Regions from separate parts of the Rattus norvegicus genome. Here region 1 is linked to region 2. A link is a contact called in public Hi-C data. All regions are on one chromosome and are shown on one strand. Each heading gives the region's core, a stretch centred on a gene start, on an enhancer-like site or on the middle of the called end of the contact. The rest is flanking DNA. Distances are from core to core; before and after follow the strand shown. Region 1 overlaps Nt5c3a (5'-nucleotidase, cytosolic IIIA). Region 2 overlaps Fkbp9 (FKBP prolyl isomerase 9).

Region 1 (4,433 bases), core at 54-2,553, 56 kb before region 2:
TGAAGATGGCCTCTGGCCTCCACAAGCCTCCACCTCTGTCACCACACAAGGGAATATACACACCCAGCCAGCACAAGGGGAGGGGTGGTGCTGGTGCTGGTGCTGGTGGTAGTGGTGGTTGTCATGGCAACAGCAGCAGCAAGCGGCATGTCTCTGAGTTTGAAGACACACATAGCCAGTGCTGTGTAGTGAGACTTTGTATTCTGCCACCGCCCTCTCCTGCTCAAGGAGAGCTCTCCCAGAGCTCTATGGTAATGTGGGCTTGTAGTTTACAGGTCCTGCTTCAGGAGGCTGTGGAGGCATGAAGATCACTTGAGCCCAGCCTGACCAATCTATTGAGATCCTTTCTCTGAAAAAAAGGACTTGCTACTTCACAAAGTAATTACTAAAATGTAGCCTGACATTAGATATTCAGAACACAGTAGAGAGCACCAGTAGAAAAAATTATTTACATATGAACAGCTTTAACCTTGTTCCTGATGATAAAGTTTCCCGGAGCCTGAGTTCTACCTTATCTAGCAGGCCCTGGTGCAGTGTTAACATGCTGCCATCCAGCTGCTCAGTTTAAATGCTAGACTGGTTCTGTTTTTAAGTAAAAACACTTTTATCGCATTACCTTCCTTTTTAACAACAACAGCAGAAACTTTCATATTGTGTTACCGAGACTGGCCCACATAGACTAAGTGACCTTCCTGCCTCAGATTCTTAGTGGCTGAGACCACATGGACCCTGTTATACTTGCACATTCCAGTTTTATACTGGTCTTCAATTTTTGGCATGATTTTACTCAAATTTACCAAAAGCTGCCGGAAAAATATAAAGAAAATGTAAAAGCCTCCTTCAGCCCCACTGGAGTAAAATATGCATAATGCAAGAGGTACCATTTTAGTCGTGTTTTACTTACTGTTTGGTGACACATTATTGTGCACCCGTTTCCACCACGCACCACTCTTAGAACAGTTCTCATTTAAACACTGGGACTCTGTCCATTTGAGCAACAACAGCTTCCTATCTGCCTTCCCCAGCTCCAGCAACCAAACTTCGTCTTTTCACTTTGTCTTGAAGTAGAGCATCCGCCAGAGGTGTGCACACATCACAGTGCAGTGCAGTCGGCAACAGGAAAGGAGTGGTCTAAGAGTTACGCTCAGAGTTCCTTCTTAGATTGCAGAGCAGTTAGCTACCCGCTCTTAGCCGGCATGCTTTCCCAGCTGGTTAAGTTCTGTGAACTAAATGGTATCAAGCTGAGAGAGCCGGCAAGGCTGTCACCCATAGCATAATAAAGCCCTGTTCTGTGTGCGTGCGTCACAGGACTGTTTGCATAAGGCTTAGTCAAGGCTTTGGGAACCGCCCTCCTTGCACCTTGTGCTATATTAGTGCTTCTCAGACAGGAAGAATTTTCTTTTGCTGGTGCTGCTGCCGTACATAGCTTGTCCGGTTACCTTCAGAGTAAGTGCTCACTGTTCCAGAAGCCATAAGTGTCTTCTATTTAACTTGCCGTGGTTCTGGTTTGGTTCTCTAGCTTATTGAAACTCTAGCCATTTAAAAATATAGAGGAGGAAATATAAGTAGGCTAATCGGGAAATGTGAAATTATTTGTAGTTTGCAAAGGTGTTAAGTGTGTAAAGCTTTCAGATTATCTTGCTCAAAAACTACATTTTATGTGGTCTGATTTTAGAGACTCCTTGTTTAGACACGTGGGTGTTAGGTAGAAGTAAAGTACTCTCGGAAGAAGAGCCTCATACTCACTTGCTATGTGACTCGGTTTTGGACAAAGCCACATGAGTTCATTATTGCCAGTAATAAAGATTAGTATTCATGCCCGTGAGTCTTACCCAGGATGTTATAGACTGCATTTATACTGGTATGTTTTATGAATTGATGAAAGCTAGGTTTCTAATGTAACAACTTGCATATTGAAAGTTAAGATTCAGACATGTAAGAACTGGGGATGTAGTTCAGTGGTAGACTATTTGTCTAATATGTATAGGGCCTCGGTTAGATACCCAGAACCTCCAAAAACACATCCCTGAAACACAGAACATATGTATTACAGTAAAATCTAGAATACTGTCTGTGGCTGTGTCAGATTTTTTTTTCCGAGACAGGGTCTTATATCGTGTGCTGACCTGTAACCTACTAAGTGCTTCCTACAGGTTATCACCTTGCCTGGCTCTGCATCGTGCTTGAGTAGTTGAATTTTCCAAGATTCATATAGCTTCTTTTAAAAATCCAATCATGCAACAGACTGTTGTATAAGCAGCTTGCCTGGCTCTACTGGATACTCACGTTACCTGTGCTGTTACTCTAGGAGAAAGGACAGGACAGGAAGAACTCAGTATGTTTGGGGTCAGCAATGCAGTTTCCATGTGCCTTGGTTTAACGTTTTGAAAAAATGCTACTAGTATTAGAACCGATATGGGTGGAAGACTGGAGAATTACATTCTGAGCTTACAAGCTCTTTGTTTTCACACTTATCCACAAAACCCAATTTAAGAAGATTGGCATAAATTGCCCATCCTGAAATAGACGGCTTTTAAATTGATTTTTTTTCCCTGTTTACTCCCACACTTCCAGTTGTTCAGTTTCAGTTTTGTTTATTGTGTGTGGAGAATGTTTCACTTTCCAGTTTGTGTATATTTATTTATTTCTGTCTGGGGAGAAACATTTAAATGCAACAGGGAAATTGTTACAGTCCTCCATTAAAAGTGAATTTATAATTTTATTTCTATTTGATAATCACCCTAAGAAATTTGACATCTTAATGCACTGAACTTAAGACAAATGGTATTGGTTAGTTGAGAGAGGTGAAATAAATACCAATGAATTTAACAGGGACAGTTAATACTGTTGCCAGAGTCCATCCCATATTAGAGTGAGATGTATCTTTTCTCATGTAAGATACACAGTTTACCACGTAAAGTTCATTACCTAATCAGTGTAATTTTCACGTTTCTGTAAACATCAAAATTAAAGCAGAGTCACGATTTAAAAGCTGTGTTAATCAATTTCTTTTTTTCTACCTTCCTACAAGTCAGAGTGAAGCAAACTTTTCAAAGTGTTCGGTTTACACTCAGATGCTTTCAGGTCTGTTTTAAAGCAAGTAAATTGCTTTTGTAGACATTCCCGTTTTATTAACGTGAAAACTATAGCCTCAAAAGTAGTAACTAAAGTTTTTAGAGAACAAAGTTAAGTAAAGGTCTTACCTCTTGCTTCCTTCTTGTTCTACACAAGCTCGTGTCAACATCACTAGAAACCTTAAGCACATCCTGAAAGTACACAGAGTATTGTTTTCTTTCAAATTTTTCTGGTTCATATTCCAGGATTCCAGATTTAAAGGCTTTAAAACTTCGCAGAGAGTTCATAGTTCAAGGGTAGAGCTTTCTATTTGGGAATGTGTCTTCTGTGCTTGACGTGTTTTTCCAGCAGCTCTTCTCTTGGAGCATCTGCCACAGCTGGCATTGGCAGAACAAGCTAGAACTGTGTACACACCAGGTCTAGGCTTACAAGACTGTTGGTTAAAAATACTCTGCTCTGATATTCAGTATCTTCTTTCAGATAGTCCCAGAATGCTGGCACGCGCGCGCGCGCGTGTGTGTGTGTGTGTGTGTGTGTGTGTGTGTGTAAAACAGATTAACTTTTGATGAGTGGAAGTTACATTCAGACCCAGTGTTGAGCACTGGGAGGAAGGAAAGCTCTTGTGTTAACATTAGCATAGTGTATGTGAATTAGTAAAAGCAAGCACCTGCCCAGTGTGGTTGTTTGCCTATAATCCCAGTAATTGGAATGATAGGTAGGAGAATTGCCACTAATTTGGAGGCAACCAGCACTATATATCATGACCCTGACACAGAGGAGAGGGTTGGAGGGAGAAAGCTGGCCATTGTCTAATCTTTTATTGATCCTTCTTTTGTTTGTGATAGGTCAAGAACCATCAATATTTGAAGAGGCCATAAGACCATTTTTTACTAACACTGACTTTTTTTTATTATGTTAAAGTGTGTGTATATGTGCCCTAGGAGGGCTTCAGATCACCAGGAATTAAATTTATAGTCAGTTGTGAACTGCCTGATGTGGGTACTGGGAGTGGAACTCGGTCTTCTAGAACAGTCAGTAACACTCCTAATGCCTGACGCATCTCTTCAGCCCCCACTGGCTTTTTCTTAATCTTTATTTCTATTGTTTTGTCCTGCTGCAGATCAAGTTCAGGCCTACGATTTAGGCAAGTCCTCTACCACTGATCTCCATCTCCATCCCCTGATCAGTAGCTCTTTTAAAACGGAGTTTTGCCTGGGCCGTGATGGCTCAGGACTTTAATCCCAGCACTGAGGAGGATCTCTGTAAGTTTGAGGACAACCTGGTCTACAGAGCAAGTTCCAGGGTTTTTGTTCATTAAATTTTTACTTAGCTGGAGTAAAGTTATTATGGAGGAATTA
Region 2 (4,899 bases), core at 420-2,919:
CTGGGCCTCGTTGCTCCCCTACCCCCTGCACTAATGCAGCAAATGTGTGACGTAGCCCAGCAACTGGAGTGGGCGTGTACCCTGACTCTACTGCCTGACTATGGATCCTCCCCTCCTGACTGTCTGTCTTGTGTTGCCTCAACAGGAGAGGATGTACCTAGTCCTGTAGTGACTTGAGGTGCCAGGGTGGGTTGGTACCCTGGAAGAGACATCCTTCTTCTCACAGGTGATGGGAAACAGAGGGGATGGGGCAAGGGCCATGTAAGGGGAGGACTGGGAGGAAGGGGGGACTGCAATCAGAATATAACGTGAATAAATAAATAAATCCATGGGATAAAAAAAATTTTAAAATGAACAATTTATATCTTCCAGAGACAAGAAGTTAAGACACGTTTGTGGTAATTTCCCAACTATTTCTCTCTAGCAGGGTACTCCATCAGCTGACTGTGAAGACATAGTATGCAGGACTGGTTTGCAGTCAGCACGATAGCACATTTTGCATGCACAAGGCCCTAAGTTAGATCACAAGCACCGACAAGTAAAAATAGCCCATTATCGAGGTTTGAATGAGAAAGGCCCCCATAGTCTCGGACATTTGAACACAGCCTCCCAAGTTGGTGACACTCCCGAGCTGGTAACACTGTTCAGGAGGTCTAGGCAGTAAAGCCTGACTTTGCTGGAGTAGTCTGTCCCTGGAGGGCCGACTTGGAGATTAAAGGCCTCACACCTCTAGTTGCCTCTGTGTGTTTTGTAAATGCATTTGAAGAGGTACGCTCTCGCCTCACTCATGGTGCCATGCCTGCTGCTTACTGCCATGATGACCTCTTATTCCCTGATCTGTGTATAAACCCTTCCTTCAATCCATTACTGCTGGTCACGGTGCAGCAACAGAGAAGTACAAGCATTAAGAGCTGTTTGCCGATCTCAAGCCTGGGAATAGAAAACATGGAAAGGCTGAGCCTCATCCCCTTGGCCTCCCCTCTCCTTTGCCCTACACACCACAAAGGCAGAAAACAGTGTGGAAAACAGTACATTGATTATTGTGAATTAGAGTACCATTTGACTTCCTCAAGAGCGCCATGTTTTCACTTGTATCCTTTTTTATTGTGATTCTTTAAAATAGGTTCTTATTACCAGGCTGGCCTTGAACTCATGATCCTAAGGCTCAGTCTGTCAACTGCTATGACAGGTGGATGCCACCACACCCTGCCCTAGTTTCTATTCTTTATTCCGTGTATGCCCTATGACTTACACGCCTAAAGGTCTCTGTTATATCCGATTGTCAGTATGTGTGAAAAATGTGAGATGTGGGAAATTTAGTTTGAATAAATAAAAAGCATTAATTATCAGTCAACACTCTACTTCTCTTCATAGGACATTACTTTATTTTATTTTGCTTTCGAGACAGGGTCTTACATGTCCCAGCTGGGCTCCAACTTACTGTGTAGCTGAAGATGACCTTGAACTCCTAATCCTCCTGCTCTCACCTCACAGATACTGAAAATAGAAGCATGTACCCCCATGTGCTGGGGGTCAAACCTGGGGCTTCATGAATGCAAGGCAAGAACTCCGCCAACTCCACAATCGCCACAGCCAATGGTATGCTCTCAGTTTGTCCAAGTAAAACACACATACACTCATAAAGCCAACAAAGGGGAAAAGCTGGGGAATACGTCCATTCAGACATCAGTGACTAAACCTTTACTTTGGTGTCTACAGCTTCTTAAACTGTCTACATCAAATCTTGCTTACAGATAAGAAAGTGAGAGAACTTGGTGCCCAGGGCTGCAGCTGGCAAAGCAGGGAGGGACACAGTGCTTACCATGAACACCGATGTTCAAATGCAAATGAGAAATTCAAGTTCTAGATAGAAGATCGCCCTGACTAGCGCTGTCCAAAAGACCTCTCTGTAATGACGGAAACAAAAGGTATTTGTGGAGTAGCTCAGAGCCCTTAGTGGTGTGTGACTCACGCATACCAGAGATGGGAGGCTGTGACCAGAATATGGTAGCCGGTGGCTACCATAGTTGTAGTGTTGGCCTAGAGCAAAAGGCAGGGTATGTTTCAGTGGACACAGACGAAATGATTGCTACAGACAGAAGTAAGGACAATGAGGCTAGAGACGTGGCTCAGAGATGGCCCAGGAGTTAAGAGCACTAACTGCTCTGGCAGAAGACTCAGGTAGGGTTCCCAGCACCCACACAGAGCAGCTCTCAACAGCCGGACTCTCCACCTACCGGGGATCTGAAGCCCTCTCCTGGCCTCCATGCCCAATACATCATGTGGTACATGTACAGAGAAACAAGCACACACACGTACTCTCATCAATGAAAGTAAACATAAAGATAAAGCTCTGAGGAAGAGGGACTTACCATCTCCCTCCTCCCCATAGGCCAGAAAAGGAGGTATGGTGATGATGCGCTTCTCCCCAACACACATGCCCAGCAGCCCTTTGTCCATTCCAGGAATCAGCCATCCAATCCCCACATAGGTGTCATAGGTTTTCATGCGATTGTGGCTGAAAAAACGTCAAAGAGGAAGGAAGTAAGCTGCATACCGTTCCTAACTCACCCCTTGGGGTTTTCGTTTCCCAAATCTCAGGTGAACACAAAGCCCACAGTCATCCCTCAGAGTAGGCATGTGTCCCATTTTTGCTCCCTTCGGGTTAGGAAGAAATGAGACCTCCTATTGATACCAGCAGCCAACGGCTCTCTTGCTCACTGAGCACTCTGCCATTACAGAAAATCTCAGAGCGTTCCCTAGTTTTTCTCCTAGCCTCAGGCCTCTCTATAGTTCTCCTCTTCCCTTCCCATAGACAAACCACATAAATGACTCAAACACCCATGAGCTTCCCTGGAAACATGTCCCTTCACTTCACAGGAGATCTCCAACAATGGTTTAATCATTTAATCATTTAAATGAAATCTTTAATTTTTTCTAAGGTGTTTTAGTTTGACCCTGGCACCACAGAGTATCTAACACTAACCACGATTATATGAGGAAGGATTTGGTACAAAGTATAGTTTGGTAGAATACATTTTCTCGTTTCCTAGTGATCACATAAAGAAGACAGGACAGAAGGAACCAAGGGCATTTCACACACTGGCACCAACCGTGGCACTTACCTGGAATCAAACAGCGTCCCATCCAAGAATGTTCCATTGTAGTGGTACCTCACAAAATCAGATACTTGGATAGTCCGAGGGCAACTGGGGGGCTTGAAATACGTCTGAATCTGAACCTGGTCTTCAGAATTCCAAATGTCCACCAAGAGTACATCAAAGTGAAGAACTGAGTTTGGAGGGATCACACCAGCTGGAAATTGAAGTGCATTCACACTGAGAGACTGCCATCTTCTGGCGACTCCGAGGTTCCCTAGAAAGCAGCTGTTGAATAGCTATTTTCTCCTTGTTGAACGGCTCCCCCCAGGAGGGAGGAAGTGGGTATAGCAGACTGGAGAAGCTAACAGAAAAAGATATACTAGGTTTCTCCCGAAAGTTGTAAAATCTAAGTGGTGGTTAGGGAGAGGAACTGTGTCCTAAGGAGCTGCCTCCAAGTCGTACAGGGAGCTTCGGAGATGCAGCTTTTATCTGACCCCACCCCTTCTACAATGTTTTTTTCAGTGATCCAGCTGCTGCCCGGAAGTAACCCCTCAACCAAGCTCCTGTAAGTTACTCCAACGAACTCCCTAGTTCACCAGGCTGGGCTTAGGTGGGATCTTTGGTCTACTATCAATGACCTAAGTGGGTTAAATAAACATTTGTTCACATCCCACAAGGAAGAAGTCAATTGACTACTGCCATGAGAACAGAAGCCAAAAGAATTCAAACCCATCACAGATGCACAATTCCAAAGGGCTGATTGTTCCTCCAAATAAAGTTAAAGAGAGAGAAAAACTCTTCTCAAGAGTGCGTTAGCTTCTTCTGTGTCAGCACTTTCTTCCCTCTCTAAGAGATAAACCTATACTAGAAGTGCTAGCTAGGGGTGTTGGGCCTTTCTTTTTCTCCTATTAAAGATTTCAAATTCTCCAGTCAGGTTGACTGAAGGGTATGTGAATGTGTCTATAAATAACAGAACGAAGACTTACAAACTCCTTCACTTCCATAGGCGAGGTTTGGGGGAATCGTCACAAAACGCCTCTCGTTTACACACATCCCAACAAGAGCTTGGTCCATCCCTGCGATCAGCTGGCCTTTTCCCACAAACACACTGAACGTAGAGTCCCTGTCATAGCTGGCAATCCAGAAGGAAGAGAGAAAGAGAAATAAAAGCAGCTATTACCACAGTGAAAACAGTTTCGTGACGGTCACAGCAGCAAAGAAAAAGGCCTGGCAAGGAGTTACTGACCCAGGATTTGTCATTACTGGACAGTACCTGCGGGGCTGAAGTTTTTATATTAACTTGAATATTGTCAACAAATCCCCCTAAAATTGCTTGCCACTGGACTGATCAGCTCAGGCCCAGATCCAGGGCTTTGAATTAGTTCTCCCTAACATCTCCCAACCCCCATGGATGAACTGCTGGAGGGCATAAAGGGACTGGTCCTACAGATCCAAAACTATAGGATCTCCATGGCACAGGGCAACAACAGGACATCCATATCCAAGAGGAATCCTAATGAGGTTCCAGTATTGATAGTGTAGCAGAAGCCAGAGGCCTCGTACCAGACCAATGACTCACTGATATGAGCATTTGCAAGCAAAGAAGTATGGACAAAGGGTATACTTGGGACACACCATGACACACTATAGTTTCCACTATGAGATTTTTTTTCCTGTTATTGAGGATAAGGTTGCAAGGGTGGAGAGAGTGCATGGGAGAGGTGAGTGGAATTGGGGTGCATGATGTGAAATTAACAAAGAACCAATAAAAAGGTTTTTTAAAAATGCTTGCCACACT

The links. Hi-C and Micro-C count contacts between places; a contact is called where the count stands out from the background.
Region 1: a contact with region 2 is called in a Hi-C map of Schwann cells, with 5 times the contacts expected there. The contact joins two enhancer-like sites. A contact is called at or near these places in 11 of 12 Hi-C or Micro-C datasets (the A7r5 cell line, the Rat2 cell line, Schwann cells and 6 more).

The regions. Positions count from the first base shown.
Region 1 is chr4:87,511,776-87,516,208 of GRCr8, reverse strand. The region is part of intron 1 of Nt5c3a (5'-nucleotidase, cytosolic IIIA); the gene reads left to right. Among named protein-coding and RNA genes, the nearest start is that of Nt5c3a, 21 kb to the left of the region's middle. Within about 2 kb of position 1,303, at least 44 of the 93 cell types and tissues checked have an H3K27ac peak or open chromatin away from gene starts, as enhancers often do. A contact at or near this core is called in Schwann cells, where this site is marked.
Region 2 is chr4:87,455,176-87,460,074 of GRCr8, reverse strand. It overlaps Fkbp9 (FKBP prolyl isomerase 9), which reads right to left. Exons shown (of 10, transcript NM_001007646.1): 2 at 4,088-4,233; 3 at 3,126-3,315; 4 at 2,373-2,518. Among named protein-coding and RNA genes, the nearest start is that of Fkbp9, 21 kb to the right of the region's middle. Within about 2 kb of position 1,669, at least 6 of the 93 cell types and tissues checked have an H3K27ac peak or open chromatin away from gene starts, as enhancers often do. A contact at or near this core is called in Schwann cells, where this site is marked.